Linked DNA regions of Mus musculus: regions 2, 3 and 4 are each linked to region 1. The links are chromatin contacts, called in public promoter capture Hi-C maps. All regions are on one chromosome and are shown on one strand. The core of a region is the stretch at or near the end of the contact, and the rest is flanking DNA. Distances in the headings are between cores, read along the strand shown.

What was found. Promoter capture Hi-C pulls out the DNA fragments that hold promoters and counts their contacts. Capture Hi-C pulls out chosen DNA fragments and counts their contacts.
Region 2: a promoter capture Hi-C map of liver shows a contact between it and region 1. The contact joins the promoter of Bcl2l12 here to the promoter of Gys1 in region 1. A contact is called at or near these places in 5 of 39 promoter capture datasets (cranial neural crest, liver, neural stem cells and 1 more), 4 of 484 Hi-C or Micro-C datasets (B cells, CD8 T cells, bone marrow-derived macrophages and 1 more), 7 of 115 datasets of contacts at active chromatin or transcription factors (Th17 cells, astrocytes, bone marrow-derived macrophages and 4 more) and 3 of 9 other capture datasets (adipose tissue, liver and macrophages).
Region 3: a contact with region 1 is called in a promoter capture Hi-C map of adipose tissue. The contact joins the promoter of Kdelr1 here to the promoter of Gys1 in region 1. A contact is called at or near these places in 1 of 39 promoter capture datasets (neural stem cells), 1 of 115 datasets of contacts at active chromatin or transcription factors (astrocytes) and 2 of 9 other capture datasets (adipose tissue and pancreatic islet).
Region 4: a contact with region 1 is called in a promoter capture Hi-C map of neural stem cells. The contact joins the promoter of Lmtk3 here to the promoter of Gys1 in region 1. A contact is called at or near these places in 1 of 39 promoter capture datasets (neural stem cells) and 1 of 9 other capture datasets (adipose tissue).

The regions. Positions count from the first base shown.
Region 1 is chr7:45,433,543-45,436,193 of GRCm38.p6, reverse strand. It overlaps Gys1 (glycogen synthase 1, muscle), which reads right to left and starts at 1,355. Exons shown (of 16, transcript NM_030678.3): 1 at 1,024-1,355. The coding sequence starts at 1,141. Ruvbl2 (RuvB-like protein 2) reads left to right here and starts at 1,730. Exons shown (of 15, transcript NM_011304.3): 1 at 1,730-1,942. The coding sequence starts at 1,931.
Region 2 is chr7:44,996,221-44,998,871 of GRCm38.p6, reverse strand. Bcl2l12 (BCL2-like 12 (proline rich)) reads left to right here and starts at 1,293. Exons shown (of 7, transcript NM_029410.3): 1 at 1,293-1,409; 2 at 1,880-1,994; 3 at 2,186-2,328. The coding sequence starts at 1,888. Irf3 (interferon regulatory factor 3) reads right to left here and starts at 1,224. Exons shown (of 8, transcript NM_016849.4): 1 at 964-1,224; 2 at 1-167. The coding sequence starts at 159.
Region 3 is chr7:45,871,533-45,874,183 of GRCm38.p6, reverse strand. Kdelr1 (KDEL (Lys-Asp-Glu-Leu) endoplasmic reticulum protein retention receptor 1) reads right to left here and starts at 1,344. Exons shown (of 5, transcript NM_133950.2): 1 at 1,083-1,344; 2 at 325-425; 3 at 1-141. The coding sequence starts at 1,173.
Region 4 is chr7:45,784,007-45,786,657 of GRCm38.p6, reverse strand. Lmtk3 (lemur tyrosine kinase 3) reads right to left here and starts at 1,311. Exons shown (of 15, transcript NM_001290990.2): 1 at 977-1,311; 2 at 74-207. The coding sequence starts at 1,052. Gm5897 (predicted gene 5897) reads left to right here and starts at 2,191. Exons shown (of 2, transcript NR_153811.1): 1 at 2,191-2,651.

The DNA.
Region 1 (2,651 bases), core at 106-2,605:
ATGCAGTGGGAAAAATGGTACATGGCCCTATCCAGCTACCCAGTTACCTGAGGGAAGCTTGACTTATTATTCCACACCTTCAGGGCCCCTAACGATGCTAGCCCTGGGCTGGGACACAGGGACTGCTGGGCCCTGCTCCTCCTGTGACCCCACCTCAGATTTAGGAATCTGGGTCCTCAGCCTTCTCACCTGAAACTGGTACCCTGGTAGTACACAGCATTGAGTCTGCCATCTCCCAACATGCTGAGAGACCTAGTCTCTTTCTCCCCAGGATCCAGAAAAGGAAATGTTCAGATCCACAAGGCCCAGCTGCTGGGATTCCCAGCCCAGCCTTCTCATGAGCGAGAAGCTAGTGATCTCCCATACATACTGTGGGTGGGTTCCTCCCATCCTAGGGCCCAGCTCCTGACCAACTTAGGACTTCCAGCTTTCCCAGTCCACAGGGAGGGAGGCACCTCACTACATAGGAAGCCAGGACTTAGGCCCTGGGCTCCTTCAAACTCGACATTCAAGTTCCCAACTCTTTCCCACCTTGTATCTAAGAATTTGAGTCTCCAAGCCCCTCTTGGCTTTACACTGGTTCAGGTCCGCTATGCCCCCTGAAAAATCCATGAATCCCAACCTTTAGGAACACCCCAACTCCACAGTCACGTCCTCTGGACCACAGACCCAAAAGCTCCAGTGTTCCTTGGGCTTAGATGCACTAACTCCTTCCACTTTTAGATCTCAGGTCTCTCGGCCCTCGAAAACCTCCCTTCAAGACCCAGGAATCTTTCTCTGAGTGCCCTCTTCCCTAGATTGCAGAACCTGAAGCCTCCTTCCATCTTAAGAGTAGTCTCTTGTCCCTTCCCCCCAGGGCCTAGGACGCCTACTCCAGCCCCTTCACAAGGACACAGAAGTCACAGGCGCTTTTCCCAGGACCCAAGACTCCTCCACGTAACTCTTTTCCCGTCTGAAACGGAGTTTCGGGGCCCCATCCTCGCCTGCCCTTCTTGGTCAAGGGACCAACGCTGACGTTCTCACCCTTGTTGGCCACCTCCCAGGCCACCTCGAAAAGCACTGCGTTCTCGGGGTCGAATTCATCCTCCCAGTCTTCCAATCCTGGAAGCGAGGACACAGAGAGACTGCGGCTGAGAGGCATGGCTACTGCGGGCAGGGGACTTCGAGCACCAAAACTGGAAACCAGAGAGATCGGCTGGGAACGCAGCAGACTTGGTGACCGGTAGAGTTAGCGGGTGTCCCAGGGGAAGCTTGCAAGGCGCTCCGCTTCCTATTGCACGACCGCACCCCCGCCCCAGAGCGCTCCGACTCAGGTAGGGTGAGCTGAGACACTGAATCGGGCGGGCAGCTGCAGTGAAGCCTCGTGGCCGCCAGGAGGCACTGCCCACCCTGCTGGTCTAGCACGATTGGTCGGCGGCTGGGGGGCGGGGGCTATTGCGTCTACTTATTGGCGGATAGAATCCAGTTTCCTTGGCCAGAGGCTCCTGGGGAGCTGCGGGGGCGGGGCTTGTTTCTACGCAGCATGGAAGTGATTGGTGAACAGAGCTGTCAATCTCAGCTGTAGGCCCAATTTGGTGAGGAAGGTTGGACAGAGAGGGAAGGGATCGTGGAGGACGTGTGGTTGCTACAAAATGTGCTCAGAATTTTGCAATCGGACTTAGCAGTTGCAGGGCGGGGGGGAAGGAGGGGGGAGGAGGCTAGGTAAGAGGAGGAGGAGCAAGAGACGTCAGGAACCCACCCGGGATTCAGAACACCGGCTTTCCAATTTAGCCTCGCGGGCTGGGCGCGGCCTAGTGTACGCCCCCTACAGGAATTTTATATATCTTATGGGCCATAGAGATGACTGGATGACCGGGAGCCTAGAGAGGATAAAGACCGCGCTCCTAGCCGATTTCCGTTTCCGCTGAGGCATTGGCGGTTGGTGTGCATCATGGCAACCGTGGTAAGTGTTGGGTGCATGTGGAGGACCGACAATGACCCTTCTTAGAGAGTCTGAAGGAGGGAGCTGGAGAGGACTCTTGTATCTGAGGGAGGAGTGATAAGGAAGATGCCTGGTTTGACGGAGGAGGTCTGGGGAGTACTCCCGAGTCAGAGGGAGGATGCTGAGGACACCGAGTCTGAGCAATGGATACAGAGGAGAATGCATGTGTCTAAAGGAAGAGAGCAGAGGAGAATGCATGAATCTGACGGAAGGGGGCTGAGGAAGTCGCCAAGGAGGGCTTGGGAGGACACATGGATCTGTGGGAAGTGTTGGGAGGAGAGGATACCAGGGTCTGAGGGAAGCAGGCTGGTGTGTGCACCTTTGTGTTTGAGGTAGGCAGGCTAGAGCCTGAATCCCTAGATCGGAGGGACGATCACAGTGGATGAGGCCTGGTTTGGAGGAGGAGGAGGGCTAGGGAGGGTGCCTGGGCCTAATAGAAGAGGGCTGGACCTGGACTCCTGGATGTGGAGGAAGTGTATTGACCACTGAGGAAGGAGCTTCATTGTGGCTTTAGAAGCTAGTAGAGAAGGCAACAATGTATTCAGAATCCTAGATGTCAGGCATGGTAGTGAAAGCCTGCACTTGGGAGGCAGAGGCAGGTGGATCTCTGTGAGTCTGAGGATAGCCTGGTCTACAGAGCCAGTTCCAGGACAGCCAAGGGTTACACAGA
Region 2 (2,651 bases), core at 44-2,543, 440 kb after region 1:
GATGCCAAAGTCAGCCATCTGTGCGTCCTGCCGTAGGCCATGCTTCCACGGGATCCTGAACCTCGTTCGGCTCTCGTCCAGCCAGGCCACGCCTTCCAGCTGCCCCAGGTCCAGCTGTGACACCAGCCAGGGCAAAATCCGCGGTTTCGGGGTTTCCATGCTCTAGCCTGCGCACCACAGGACAGTTCCTGAGCCTGTCTGTCACGGGGCAAATGCACTCAAACCTCTCCGACCCGCCACAACACAGGTCTTCCTTCACCATTGTGTACAAACGGGAAACTCCTTCCCACCTTTCCAAATCCAACGGGACCGCCTCTCCTACCCCCCAGAGTCTTCTATATGAACTCTACCCATAGGTTCCTTCCCTTTTCTAAATGTAAACTCCTATTATCCAAAGCTGGCACCCTATTTCAAGAGTGGAGTCCTCTTTCCCTCGTCTTTAAAGGATCCTAACTGCTCTCACAACCGCCTCACCCTTGCAGAAAACCCTTACTCATTTCCAGAGTCTTTTCCCAGGTGCTGTCGCTTCTTCTGTTTTTTTGTTTTTTGTTCCTATATTGTTTTTACGGATGTTTGAGACAGGGTCTTAGTATGTAGCATAGGCTGTCCTTGAACTTGCTATGTAGCCAAGGCTGGTCTTCAACTCACTCTGTGGCCCTGGCTGGCCTCGAATGCACTCTGTAACCCAGGCTACCCTCAAACTTATTCAGTAGCTCAGGCTGGTCTTCAAATCGCTTAACCCATGTTGGTCTGGCGCTCATTCTGTCGTCCAGCCTGGCCTGGAGCTCACTGGCCTTGAACTTACAGCAATCTTTACTGCCTCCAGCCTGGATGCTGAGACTGCAGGCTTCCGTCTACAACGCGTGGCCATTCTGCTTTTCGGTAGCCGAGCTTCTGAGCGACAGGTTTGCCCGATCCTGCGCCCTGAGGCCGCCACCCTCCCGGCTCTTCCGCGTTACCTACCAGGGGAGGAATTGGGCGCCCGTGCGGCGCGGGTGCCAGCAGTGGTTTTGGGGCTCCCAAACAGTAGTTCTGAGACTCGCAGCCACGCAACCCCCTTCTTTGTCAGCTAAGCCTCCGAGCGCTGGGACTTCCTTTTCTAACGATATTTTGAGATATAAAAAGTTTTTCTCAACATTGACGAAATAAAGTCAAGAAATCCCGGAGCGCACTTCGGCTTAGCAGGCCTAACTCCCTCAAATGCCCTTTTTTGGCCTTCCGCCTACAGGCATGCTGGGAACGCCATATGCAAATGACCGCAAAAGAAGGCTCCACCCCTTCGACGTTGGGGCGGTTGCCGTGTCGGCCCAGTGCGCAGGCGTGGGAAAGTTGAACTTCCGAAGTAAAAGTTTGTAGAAATTGTGAGAAAGCGTGTACGCCAGTGCGACGGGGACACAACCGCGAGCCAGGTGAGCTGGGTGCCAGGGAGGGGACAGGGTTGCAGGAAAGGCCACAGCCAGTCCTGCCAAGCTGTGACTTCCAAGCACCCGGGGTCTCCCGGTGCACGCCAGAGGTAAAATTGGAACTACATCTCCCAGCAGACTGCTCGGTGAAAAGTGGGGAAATCGGACCAGCGTTTGCCGCAAAGCATACTAGGATTAGTAGTTCCCTATTCTCTACGGTCTTCGAGCCTTCTTTGGCGCTGCTAGCTGAGAGGGAACTCCAAACCCCCTTCCCGCTCCTTCCTGCAAGAGTTCAAGCACTCATTTACCTCCTTTCTTAGACTCAGTAATTCAGACCGTTTCTCCTCAACTGAATCAACTGCCCCACTGGCCCTTAAAAACCACCTTTTCCTTGGAGTTAGGCGCCCTCTTCATTCAGTGATTCAGAAGTTTGAGTTATCCCTGCACTTGGGTGCATCCTCTGTCTTCTGCCTCAGGTACCCCCATGGCCGGCTCTGAAGAGTTGGGTCTCCGAGAGGACACACTGAAGGTTCTGACGGCCTTCCTTAAGCGCGGTGAAGTCGCTGGGTCCCCTGTCCCAACTCCACCCAGGTGAGTTCCACTCCCCCAGCGTCAGCCTTTGATGGGAAGATCTTCCTGAGTCTTGTGGTCCAAACCTATCTACTCCCATCAGACCTAACTCCATGTGCCTGGGCTGAGTTTCAAGAGTGATCTTCCATGAAAGGATGAAGGGATCACTTGCCCAGACCCCTTCGGGATAACTCCGAGGTTCTTGTCCCTAGGAGTCCTGCCCAAGAGGAGACAACAGATTTCCTGAGCCGCCTCCGAAGATGCCTCCCTTGTCCCCTGGGGAGAGGAGCTCCCCCCACGGAGTCCTCTAGGCCCCACTTCCTTCCCCTCCGCCCCTGCTATGGTTCCGAGCCTGGTAAGAGATTTATTCAGGTCACTTGTGAAACTTTCAGGGCTAGGAGTTTTGGTTCCAAAAAATCCAGACAGGACCCATTATAAAGTCAACACGGTTCAGCTTCAGCACAAGCCATAACCATTTCAAGTCTTTGTCACACCTCTTTCTAGCGGGTAAGTGTAAGTGTTTGTGCTTGGATAGGAGGTACCCTGGGGCTCCAAAGCCCGGGAAGCATGCAGCTCTGAAGGGAGAAGGGGTCCCAGTGCAAGGGATGCCTGAGACTGGGGGCCCAAGAGCCACACAGCGCTGAGGTGGGACGTGTCCCGATGGAGGGGTATCCTGAG
Region 3 (2,651 bases), core at 95-2,594, 440 kb before region 1:
ATGGTTGACCAGGAAAGCCAAAATAGCAGTAGGAACGACGAGGAACTCCACCCGGAAAGTGTCGTGGTTGCCATCATAAGTAGCTTTGAACTTGCTGTAGATCATCCACACCGTGGTAAAGGAACAAGCTATGTAGACCACCTGATAAGAGGGTAACAGGGCATCTCAGCTCACAGGTAGGGCCTCAGGTCACGGTGAGGGAGAGAGAAATCATGTTCCCCAGCCACCTCCCTCAGACCATATGTCTAGGCCCAAGCCTCTTTGGTGACTCCTCCCTGATCCCTGGCCTGGAACCCTGCCACAGGGGGCTGACTGCAACTCTACCTTCATGCAGGTGTTGTAGAGTGAAATGTAGTTGGTGAACAGGTCCAGATATCGGGCAGTGAACACCACAGCAAACAGGACTTGGCTCTTCCCTGAAATGCCTGGTTGAGACAGAGAACGAAGGGCAGGGTGGAGGGAGCTGGAGGTGGGCTACTTGGGGCAATAATAAACTAACATGCAGCGCCTGGGCCAGCCGGCTGGAGCTCTAGACCACAGCGATTCCCCAAGGCCTTTAAGCCTGAGCTCGGCCCTTTTTCCACCATCCACAGGCAGGGGGCAGCCGGCTCCAAAAATACTAGAGACCGAGGCTCTATCCCAGGCTAGGCCTCGCCGGTCCTTCTGTCTCCCTCAGGTCCTCCTGACAGTCTAGACCTACACTGGGACCTAGGGAGAGCCCTGCCTGACTTCAGCCTCCCAGTCGGTCACCTTCCTCCCGCTCCCTTCCTGGCCTTCCACAGTCCACGTCACCAACTCCCAGCCACCTCCCCGCCTGCCATGGCTCCTGGTTCCCAGCCCCGGAACACCCAGAGCTGTCCCAAAGGGTGCTGCAGAAGGTTGAACTGAACGCCCGAAGCCACCCCCACCAAACTATGTGTACCCCTTAGTCTAGGGAAAGGAGCTGACCCCCTGGTGACCCTAGAACTAGAAAAGTGATCCCCAGCAGGCAGTCCGGGAGGACTCTGACCTGCCGAGCTCCAGCCTTCCCGGTGCCCCAGAGCGGCCCGCTCCCGCCCCCTCTCCGCGGGGGGGCCTCTCACCCGCACACGATCGGGACTTCCAGATTTTGAGCAGTAACAAGATGATAGCTAGGAGGTGGGAGAGGTCTCCCAGGAATCGGAAGAGGTTCATGACTGGGGGACTCGGGCAGGGCTGAGCTGGGTGGGGGGGGAGGCTGGCCGGCCGGGCTGCCCCGGAGCTGCGGTGCTGCTGGGTTGAGGGCGGGAGAGAAGCCCTTCGGTAGCTCAGCTCCGGGGAAGGGGCTCTGGAAGGTGAGCCGAGGCCGGAGCTGGTGGTAAAGCTGGCTGGGAGAAAAGGGAGGAGGGCCGAGGTGGGAAGGGAGGAGTCTGAGCTGTAGCGCCACCCCAAGGGCGGGTTGACTGTCTGGCGCCCTCTGGCGCCTGCAACCTGCTTTGCAGAGTCGTATCGAATAAGCCTACTAACTGATGGAAGGGTCTTTAGGGTCCCACATTCCCAGGTGCCTTCTCTTTAGTAAGGAACTGTAGAGAGTTCGTCTAACCTCTGCCCTTAAACAGGAATCCTGAAGTTTGAGTTCTGAATCTAAAGATCCTAGTGCTGTGTTGGGTGATGGTGTAGCCTGTAATCTTAGTACTGGGAGGATGAAGCAGAGGGACCCCCCAGTTCCAGGCCTAGGGCTCCACAGTGACAGTCTATTCCTGCACAAATTATTAATACTAATAGTAACAACAACAAGAATCCTGGAGATTAAGAGGGTAGACTTCTAGCTTTGTCTGTGATCTCTAGTCCCAATTCAGTTAGAAAACCCAGGCCCCACTGCCACACACTCGGGGATCCTGACTGAGCCTACCGCCTCTACAATCCTATCCCCAACAATTACTTTATTGCTCAACATTCTGACCTGGGAATCTACACCCATAACTCCATCCTCCTTCTAAGACCCAAAATGCCAGGTCCTGGCTCTTTCAGAAACTGTCATGACCCGAGTCTTCCCAGGTCTTAGGGCACGAGAAGCAGGGCTCCAATCGACTGCTACAGGCCTAGGTCCCAGCGCCTCTACACATTCATATTCTCCCTCTCTCTTCCCCTCCTCCACCTCTCTTTCTCCACCTCCAACTTCCATTCTCAGGGACCCGGGAATCCTGAAGCACACTCCTCCCAATGTTAGATACTAAGGACTGTCCTACCAGAGGCAAGATGGACAGGTGACTTTATGGGACCTCAGAACCTCAAAAGTAGGGTTATAGTTTAGGATTACTGTGTCTGTGACAAAGGAAGCAGTTTTCCTCCAGGGAATTGTGTACTCAGAGCTGTGAGAGACTAGTCCCTCACTCATCAAGTGGTCCCTCAGTGAGGAACTTGCTCAAGACCTGGCCCCCAGGTATGATCGAGAAGGACTAAGGGAGAATCTGTGGTCTTCGAAAGGAGGGCTGTTATCTAAATTCCTGCTTCTGAGAGAACAGGGCCAGGCATTGGACCCCAAATCTGAAATAGAAGATCCACAACTTGGAATCCAGGGATTCTGGACCCCTGGTTTGGAGGGAGGATGGCTGGGATCTAACCCCTAGGTCACAGAAAATGGTGCCAGAGTCTGGCCACCTAGGCCTGAAAGAAGAGGGTCGAGTATGGAC
Region 4 (2,651 bases), core at 62-2,561, 350 kb before region 1:
GGGAGTGCTCTGGGACCTCCAGTCTCTTTGCTGCCTGGGGTCTTTCTCCCAGGTTAGTCCTAGGGCACCTCACCTTGAAACGAACATCACCCCGTTTGCAACACAGACAGGTAAGGAGGAGAAAGATGAAGGCCAGCAGACCCGAACAGGAAATGAGGACCACAGCGTAGGGCGGAGCCAAAGGGGCCCGGCTCAGAGCGAATCCATCTGTGGGCATAAGGCTAGGCTGGGGTCTGGGCTTCAAGACACTGGCTACCGGACTCATGCCCCTCCCATCCTAGGCTAGTCTTGGACTACAACCCCCATGATGCTCCGAATCCAGGGGCTCCTTGGCAGGGGAGCCAGGTGGTCTAACGTATTGTGGGAGTTGTAGTTTAAGGTCTTCCCAGGTGGTTGGGGGTGGGGTCCCTCCTATCGTTTCAAACTGGGACCCACCCCCCACCCCAAACGCATCCCGTAACCCGGATACATTCCAGTGACCAGCAATAGTGAGGCCTGGAGCTCTGAGAATTTACAATATGCTACCATAGACAGCTTCATGACCATCATTCCCCCAATAGCAGGCTGTTGGCAGATATTTGCCCCGAGCTGAACGCACTGCCCACCCCACGCCTGAAGGGTGACTGAGAACTGTTTCTTTTAAAGACACAGGGAACACAGACTTGTTCTCTAGCCTCAGCCTCAGACCTGAGGGAGGGGTCTCTGCAAAGCCTCAGCTGTGTTCCCCTTAGAAATAGGGTCTCTCTCTTTCCCAAAGGCCGCGGCCTTCCATCTCCCCGCGCACCCGTGTGCACTCGCGTGCACATGAGCTCACATGCACGCTCACAAGCACGCACTCGGCCCGCAGCCCACTCCCCACCCGCCCTGGCTGGTCTCCCTGGCCCTGCAGACCCGTTGGTCCCCAGGGACTGCGCACAGGTGCCGGGCGGACCCGGTGGGGGTGGGGCGCGGGCCGCGGACGGCTGGACATACTCACCCGGGTGCGCTGGGGACGCCAGGCAGCCGGAGGCGGAGACGGCCGCCAGGAGGATGAGTGCGCCGGGTGCAGGCATCTTGTCCAGGATGGAAGGGAGGTGGAGGAATCGGCGGCTGGGGAGGAGGGGGGGCGGGCCCTCAGCCCCCAGCCATGGGGACCCGCTCAACCCTGGCCTCCCTCAGCCCAGGAGAGGGGCGGGAGATGCAGGACAGGGGGAGGGAGGGGTTGCTTACTGGTTCTGATACCCCCCTCCCCCTCCTCGAAAGGACAGACGGATGAAGGGATGGAGAGGCGGACGGAGGAGAGGAGCTGGGGAGCCGGGGTTGCTGGGGTAGGGGGGAGGGGAAGATGGGGGGGGGAGAGAACGAGGGCCCCGCCCCCGAGGACAATCGGGATTGGGGGAGCAGAGAGCCTGTCAGAGGAAGGGTGGGAGGAGGAAGGAGGGAGCGTTGTCATGGCAACTGGTTCCCGGTTGCATTGGCTGCCAGGCGGGAGGGGAGAATAGGGAGGGGGAGGAGGGACAGACAGAGACCAACAGACCCTTGGAGGGGGGCAGGGTCCACAGTGCGTGGCCCTGACACCACTGTGACACAACACTGGTGCCCACACGTGTGCTACATGCTAAGATGCAGATAGCAAGCCCACGCAGCCCACACACAGCTGAGACATGTCACAGGAACCTTCACAAGCGCCTCTCATACAAAGGTGGACAGCCATCAGCAAACGGAGACAAGGACACGTCACACACAAAGACACAGGGACAGACCACACTGAGAATGCATAGGCAGTCCAGACTCTGGTTGGTACAGATTCACCCAGCCACACAGGAATACCCAGCATCACATGAACACACACGCACACGCACACATACAACACAGAGCTCCAAACATAGGGAGGTATCACAAAGATCCATTCAGACCCTTTGGGACATGAGGAGGCATGCTGTCATAAACTGATATTCCACACAGGCAACAAAGAACACACAGAAATCACTAACTCAAACACGTAAAGCCAGTTGCATGCACACAGACACAGGCTTGTCAGTCACATATGGAGCATACAGAAACAACACATGCATGTATGCAGGCACGGGGTTTGCACATTGCTCACCTTCAGGGACAAATGCATATCACATACATGCACACGGGAACACACGGTTCATACATGCAGAGCTACATAGCTTATGCAAAAACACAAATATAGAACGGGTACAAACATGCCCTGTGCACACGTATTACACACAAAGGCACACCACCTACCTAAATAGACAGCATGAATGGACACACTCTTTAGACGTGATTATGAGGACTCCTTATCCACTGCAGTCTCACACCACAGACATCAACACACATGGGCACAAAAGATGCATAAGCGTAGTTTATTTCATGTATTTATTCTTGGCAGGATTTACTCTGCGCCAGGCGTTTCCCAAGATTTACAGTATTACCTTCCAATCATTACAACAGCCCCCAAGACAGGTTCTTTTTTCATGCCCAATGTATAGGTAAGGAAACTGAGGCACAGAGAGGGGCAGTCACCTGCCCCATGCACAGAACAGGGGATAGGCAGAGGTAAGGCTGGAACCTGGCCGTCAGGGACACCGACACATCAGACAAGACACACACACACACACACATCACGTGCCAGGCTGCAGTCTCGGGGTCCCACCCTACGC